Linked DNA regions of Pan troglodytes: region 1 is linked to region 2. A link is a contact called in public HiChIP or PLAC-seq data. All regions are on one chromosome and are shown on one strand. The core of a region is the stretch at or near the end of the contact, and the rest is flanking DNA. Distances in the headings are between cores, read along the strand shown.

Region 1 (3,507 bases), core at 850-3,349, 490 kb after region 2:
GTGACTGCTAATGGGTCTAGGGATTCTTTCTGGGATAACGAAATTGTTGTAAAACTGATATGGTGATGTTTACACAACTCTATGAACATATGAAAAAACCTCTGAATTGTACTACACTTTAAATGAGTGTATTGGTACGGAAATGTGAACTCAATAAAGCTGTTTAAAAAACAAAACACCTAAGGTCTAGTATATACGTTCTTTGTGGAAAACAAGGTACATTCAAGACAAATAACTATGAACTGATCTGATTACTAACCAAGACCATGCTTGAGGCACTTAGAATTAAGAATTTAACATACATTCCTTACTAGCTAAAAGATTACCCCTTTAAATATGTCTAAATCTCAACGAAAATGGACCTGCAGTACTTGCAACTGTCAGGGCATAAAATGGGATTCACGAAAGATACCTGAGTAAACACGTTCCTTTCCTGTACATGGCTGAACTGTACTTCCCATTACAAAAAAAAAAAAAACAATAACTGCAGAAAAATACTCCACCGGGAGCCGGAGAAATTCTCAAAGAAGAATCTAATACTGAGCTAAGACAAGGGGTGGAAAGAATGAGGAAGGGGAAGGAGCACAGAGTAGGGGGAGGTCTCCATGCATTTAAGCCCAAGGAGTCCAGTTACATTAAATCCAACTTTTAAACGCTTTGTGAACAGGCCCAGAGGCAAAGTCCTGGGCGCAAACCCACGAGCCGAGCTGCGAGGCTGAGAGGAAGTGCTAGTCCAGCCCAACCCCGCACTGGATTTGGTGTGGAAACCGTCAGAGGTAAAAGGGATCGCTCAGATGGGGGGCCCGCGGTGAGGGCAGGAGGCAAAACCCCTCCGCCCGGCTCTTCCAGCCAGCGCGCAGCGGGAGGCGGCTGTGCCGCGGGCCCGTCCTTCGCGTCCGAGCTGCCGCGCACGCCCCGCGCGGAGCGCGGCACCGGGAGCCTCCGGTGGGGCTGGGTCCCGTCTCCCGCCCCATCCGGCGCTTTGTCCCAGCCCCGGCGGCCGGCGGCCCCGCTGCGGGCTCCCGGGCCGCGGTGACAGCCCCCGTCCCCATAGGGCTGCGAGCCCGGGAGTCCCTATAGGCTGGCGACCGGTCGCCCGCCGGACCTCACCCAGGCGGGACGCGGCAGGAGGACGCTCACCCTGCCGGAGGGGCCGCCGCCGCCGCCCGAAGCGCACGCAGGCCAAGCTCAGGCGCCAAAAGCCTTGGACTTCGAAACACACGACTTCCAACATCCTAAGCTTACCCAAAAATTATCGACGAAATACGCCATGACCATCGTGCCGCCGCCGCGCCGGGTTCCGCGTCCGCGCCCGCCCGCCGCTGTGTAAACACGGCCCGGCCCCCACAGCACCCCCGCCTTTCGCCGCCGCCGCCTTCTTCCCAGAGACCGGCCCGCACCTTCCAGGGCGCATGCGCCACCTAGCGGCTGCCGCCGAAGGGCGAGCACTTAGACGCCACGGCCACGGTGTGCGCATGCGCCCTGTCCCCATTCTCGGGTGTTGGTAGATCTCTCTGCATCCCGGGCGCGGCTGGGTTGAGTGTTCTCTTAGGAATGGTGGAGAACTGGGTCCTTGAGGAGCCACCAGGGAGACTGCTCGCACTGTTTGCGGTGCGACGGGCACTAGCCCAGGGACAGAGGGAAGAGAAGGGCCAGCCAGCGGCAGTGGAGTCGGCAGGCTGGCTGCCCACTCGCTTTCTCTCCTCACAAGACTCGCTTCCCCGGCCTTCGAGGATCTCGAACGGACTATAGTCTGGACTCGCTGGGCTGGAGGAAACTTGGCCGCTGGCCACCCGGAGGAGACTGAGAAGCCTTTGGTCAACAGGGCGCCTTTCCTTGAACCAAAACAAAACTTTCCGAAGCCGGAAAGGAAACGCCCAGTGTCGCCTGAGAGCCCTGGAGCTGCGCGAGACCCAGGCACTGAGTGCGGCCTCGGCCTCTGACCTCTAACACGCCGGGAACAAACCAGCTGGGGCGGCCCGCAGGCCTGCGGGAGCGGAATGTGACCCGAAACCGACGGACTTCCTGACCCATAGTCCATAGTTCTCTTTAGCAACTTGGACATTTTGGAAAAAGAAACAAGTCTTAACATGCCTCGACCTGATGGAAAAACTAAATCCCCTTCCTACACCTTGCTTTCCAAAAGTTAAAAAAAAATAATTAAACGCTATTAGAGGTCTCAAGTTCACTGTCACCAGATCAGCTAGGTCCAGAATCTTCAGTTCTTGAAGCCAAGCCCTACAAATAGATTTATTGTAGCATATCACACCTCTTCAGGTGACTTAAAACAATGAGAATTCATGAGAAATTATCTTCATCCTCAAGTAAAAATCATGAAGTGCCTTTCACAAGGATGAAATTGTAAGTGCTTGTTGAACAAGGAATAATTGGATAATGGTATTGTGGTCATACTTTTTAAGAATATCTGTTAGAAAGATATAGGGTGCAGAACATCTAGGATTTGCTGAAAGTCATTTATTATGGATAGGGGTATGAGTAAGGTCATAGATGAAAAGGGATGAAACAAGATTGGCCATAGTTGCTCTATTTTTGTGTATCTTGTTTCTTTATTTTGTTTCTTTAAAAAGTCCTCATATCACTGACATTTACACTTAGTTTTGGGGAAAGTCAAACTTAGAAATAAGCTACAGCTTTCTAAGATATCAGTCTAACTGGATTTTTCTCGATGCTGAAGAACTTTTTAAAAAATTCAGCCATCTAGGTCACACAGCAAATACCTTTGGCATTAAATTCCTAGTATCACTAAAGTACTCCCTCCCACCGCCGCGCCCCCCGCCCCCCCACCCCGCACCCTTAGACCTGGGCAAGAGAGACTTCTATCCTGGACTCCATGCTCTAAAGGAACTTACATATCACACACACACATTAATTAAAAAAAAAAAATGGGTGCCTCTGCCACTTGTGATCTGATACTGAACACTGGCTCATAACCATAAATTCTCTCTCCCAGTGAAGAACACTATTCAGGCCCCAGGAAAACTCTTCTTCCTATCTTTTGTCTTCTGTCCTCAAAACAAACGGTGAACTCCAAAAGCAGTGAAAATTTGTACATAGCATGGCTGCCCATTTCAGAGACTGCTTTGGAGTCAGAATTTGAGCAGCAGAAATGCTTAGGTAAGAGAGAAGACAAATTAACTTGTCAAATCCTTCATCTCAGCTTGAATGCTATAGATTCCTGCATGACAAAGTATTGTTTCTCAGTAGTATCAAGCATACATTTTCCTTTTGTTAGTGTTCCAATGTGTGGCTATTACCTACTGACAATTTAGTATAGTATTCACAATAGTTACTGGCCTTCATTCGCATTCTTCTGCTCCCCTAAAATTTAGGAGTAGATCTGGAATGAAAATAAGTATTCTGAGTATTTCAGGTATTTGCAAGGTTCATTAGGGCCGAAACACCATATCCTGTAATTGCCTGATGTTTAAGTTGTGGAACTTTATAGTAAACAGTGATTAAGGTGACTAAATTTCAGACAAGACTGTG
Region 2 (3,613 bases), core at 171-2,670:
ATCAGAAAGTTAAACTTTTGGGACAAGCTCCCCTCTTTGAAATAGAAGCATTTTAGGAAATGCACAAATAAGTGAATGTGAATTCAACAAACTATTAGGATTTTTCCACTAGCCAAAATAGCTCGTTTGAGTTGGTGATAAAGATAGGTATATTTTTTAAAGCATCATATCTTAATTATTTCCACTATCTTGTCACCCGAAAAGAAAACTGAATTGAGCGGAACTTTAATCTCATAAAAAAATTTTCATCTCACCAGAAAGGATTAACAATATTTAAGGATTTTCCAAAAACACATTTTTAAAAAGTTTATCTTAAAGTCATCTATCATTATAGTTTCTATTAATAAGCCTCAGTAGAAATATGTATATGTTATGTAAGTATTTTGAGATTACTATGAAAAGTGCTGACTAGAATGTTCCTCCTACTGAGAACTATATAGCCCCATTATGAACGAACTTCTGTTTTTTTTTTTTTTTTGAGGCGGAGTTTCGCTCTTGTTGCCCAGGCTGGAGTGCAGTGGCACGATCTCGGCTCACTGCAACCTCCGCATCCCGGGTCCAAGCGATTCTCCTGCCTCGGCCTCCCGAGTAGCTGGGATTACAGGCGCCGCCTACTAATTTTTTTCTATTTTTAGTAGTGACGGGGTTTCACCATGTTGGCCAGGCTGGTCGAACTTTCTAGTAGTTTCTAGGTGCAATTTTTGTGCGTGTATTTGGGTTTTCACTAAAATTTTCAATTTCTTCTCCGAATTCAATTATTACGTTCTTTATTCCCATGACATTTGTCAGATCGTCTCATTAGAGTGGCTTAGTTTAACTGTCAAGTCTCTAGGGCATTCAATCGCAGAGAAGTGAGTAAAACGCCAGTCTCACAGCGTTTTTATTAACAGATGGCGGAAAACAAACGTCTTTGGAGTAAAACCGAAGAGAATGGGTTAAAGGGTCAATAAACAATTATTGCCGTGCTTAAATTGGGGGGCTTCGCATCAGATCCAATGGGGGGCCGCTCGCCCGATCTGGAGGGGCTGGACACCCCCAACCGACCCCAGAGCGTCCCCCAGGGGCCACCTCAGAGGATGGGGTGGTTATCCCCCGGCTGGAAGGCTCCTACAGGCTGTCGAGGGGTCAAACCAGAGTGTCGCGGGTGTGCTTCTGAGGTTAGGGTGGAGGACTAATTGAGGAGGCTGGGAAGTCTAACTCGTGCAGCGGCCCTCGGTGCAGACAGCCGCGTAATTCGGGCATCAGCCTCTTTGGCAAGAAATAGTGAGGTCCCCTCTCCTCCCCACTCTTCTCAGCTGCTGCCTCCCTCCTACGGGTGAATTTTCTCTCCCGAGAAGGGCTGATTTCCTAGGCTTGCTTTCCTTCCCTCGGCAGCGCTCTGACGTGCACACCATGTGACAGGCCCCCTTCTGCTATAAGCCGAGGAAGGTCCGCCCTCTCCTGGACTCAGCCCTGGCCTCGCCGAGCTCTGTTCTTAGACTCTCACCCGTCCCGCACGTTCCTGGGCGCCTGGCGTTCTGATTCGCCCGCCCGGGCCCCGCCACCCCCTCCTCAACCGACGGGGCAAAAGCTGCTCCGAGAGAAGAAGGTCAAGTCCTCCGCCCGGGCCGGGCGCGAGCGGAGCCCAGGGAGCGCAGCATCCGCGCGGCTACCGCGGCGGCGCAGGAGTTACAAAGTCGGCGCGCGAGACTCCGCCGCCACCCGGCAGCCCCGGCGCAGCTCCGGCAGCCGCAGTCGCAGCGCCCCCAGCGTGGCGCCCCCCGGCCGGGCCTGCCGCCCGGGACCCGGGCTGGGGCGCAGAGGGAGCCCGAAGCCCGGCGCCCCCATGCGCCGCCCCGCCGCCGCCGCGCCACAGCTATGACCCTGAGCACTGAGATGTCCGATGCCTCTGGCCTCGCCGAGGAAACAGACATCGACGTGGTGGGGGAGGGCGAGGACGAAGAAGACGAGGAAGAGGAGGACGACGACGAGGGCGGCGGTGGCGGGCCCCGGCTGGCTGTCTCCGCGCAGCGGCGGCGGCGGCGCTCGTACGCCGGGGAGGACGAGCTGGAGGATCTAGAGGAGGAGGAGGACGACGATGACATCCTGCTGGCCCCGCCTGCTGGGGGCTCCCCGGCGCCCCCGGGCCCGGCCCCGGCGGCGGGGGCAGGAGCCGGTGGGGGCGGCGGCGGCGGCGGCGCGGGCGGCGGCGGCAGCGGCGGCGGCGGGAGCGCGGGTAGCGGCGCCAAGAACCCGCTGGTGAAGCCGCCCTACTCGTATATCGCGCTCATCACTATGGCCATCCTGCAGAGCCCCAAGAAGCGGCTGACGCTGAGCGAGATCTGTGAGTTCATCAGCGGCCGCTTCCCCTACTACCGGGAGAAGTTCCCCGCCTGGCAGAACAGCATCCGCCACAACCTCTCGCTCAACGACTGCTTCGTCAAGATCCCCCGCGAGCCCGGCAACCCGGGCAAGGGCAACTACTGGACGCTGGACCCGGAGTCCGCCGACATGTTCGACAACGGCAGCTTCCTGCGCCGGAGGAAGCGCTTCAAGCGGCAGCCGCTGCTCCCACCCAACGCCGCGGCCGCCGAGTCTCTGCTGCTGCGCGGCGCGGGAGCCGCAGGGGGCGCGGGCGACCCGGCAGCCGCCGCCGCGCTCTTCCCGCCCGCGCCCCCGCCGCCCCCGCATGCCTACGGCTACGGCCCCTACGGCTGCGGCTACGGCCTGCAGCTGCCGCCTTACGCGCCTCCCTCGGCCCTCTTCGCCGCCGCAGCGGCCGCCGCCGCCGCCGCCGCCTTCCACCCGCACTCGCCCCCGCCGCCCCCGCCACCGCACGGCGCGGCCGCCGAGCTGGCCCGGACCGCCTTCGGCTACCGGCCACACCCGCTCGGCGCCGCCCTGCCCGGCCCCCTGCCGGCCTCCGCGGCCAAGGCGGGCGGCCCGGGCGCCTCAGCGCTGGCGCGCTCGCCCTTCTCCATCGAGAGCATCATCGGGGGCAGCTTGGGCCCGGCCGCCGCTGCCGCCGCCGCCGCGCAGGCCGCCGCCGCCGCTCAGGCCTCGCCCTCGCCCTCGCCGGTGGCGGCGCCGCCAGCTCCCGGATCCAGCGGAGGAGGCTGCGCGGCGCAGGCGGCCGTGGGCCCGGCGGCGGCGCTCACCCGATCCCTCGTGGCCGCCGCGGCCGCCGCCGCCTCCTCAGTCTCCTCGTCCGCCGCCTTGGGGACTCTGCACCAAGGGACTGCCCTGTCCAGTGTCGAGAACTTCACTGCTAGGATTTCCAATTGTTAATAACGCTATGTTAGCGCGCTCGAGGAAGAAGGTAGGAATCCCGGCTCCTTTTCTCGTCTTGGTGGTTCGGTGTTTTGTTCGCTCCTCCAGGCGCGGCCCCTCTCGACCTCGCGCGCCCATTTTCGCCGCTGCGAATTCTCGGACAAAACTGTCAACAGCCCGGGCGCGCTTTTTGGCTCTGCGGGTCCCTCTATTTATGCAAAGCCGACCTATGCTACAGCCCCCCAACCCCCGACCTGGGGTAGGGAGGAAGAGGGTGCCGGGGAAGGGAGTCCGCCCTGTCCAGGCACTAGAGGCTCCCTTGGCGTTTGGCAGATGAAAAACAACTAAGCCTTTTTGAGGTGTA

Evidence for each region. HiChIP or PLAC-seq counts read pairs in DNA pulled down with a chosen protein or histone mark.
Region 1: an H3K4me3 HiChIP or PLAC-seq map of stem cell-derived excitatory neurons shows a contact between it and region 2, with 11 times the contacts expected there. The contact joins the promoter of FCHO2 here to the promoter of FOXD1 in region 2. A contact is called at or near these places in 1 of 7 Hi-C or Micro-C datasets (stem cell-derived neural progenitor cells) and 1 of 1 datasets of contacts at active chromatin or transcription factors (stem cell-derived excitatory neurons).

The regions. Positions count from the first base shown.
Region 1 is chr4:43,097,720-43,101,226 of NHGRI_mPanTro3-v2.0_pri, forward strand. It overlaps FCHO2 (FCH and mu domain containing endocytic adaptor 2), which reads right to left and starts at 2,100. Exons shown (of 23, transcript XM_054684296.2): 1 at 1,246-2,100. The coding sequence starts at 1,278.
Region 2 is chr4:42,604,813-42,608,425 of NHGRI_mPanTro3-v2.0_pri, forward strand. It overlaps FOXD1 (forkhead box D1), which reads left to right and starts at 1,421. Exons shown (of 2, transcript XM_016953158.4): 1 at 1,421-3,298. The coding sequence starts at 1,858. The coding sequence ends at 3,267.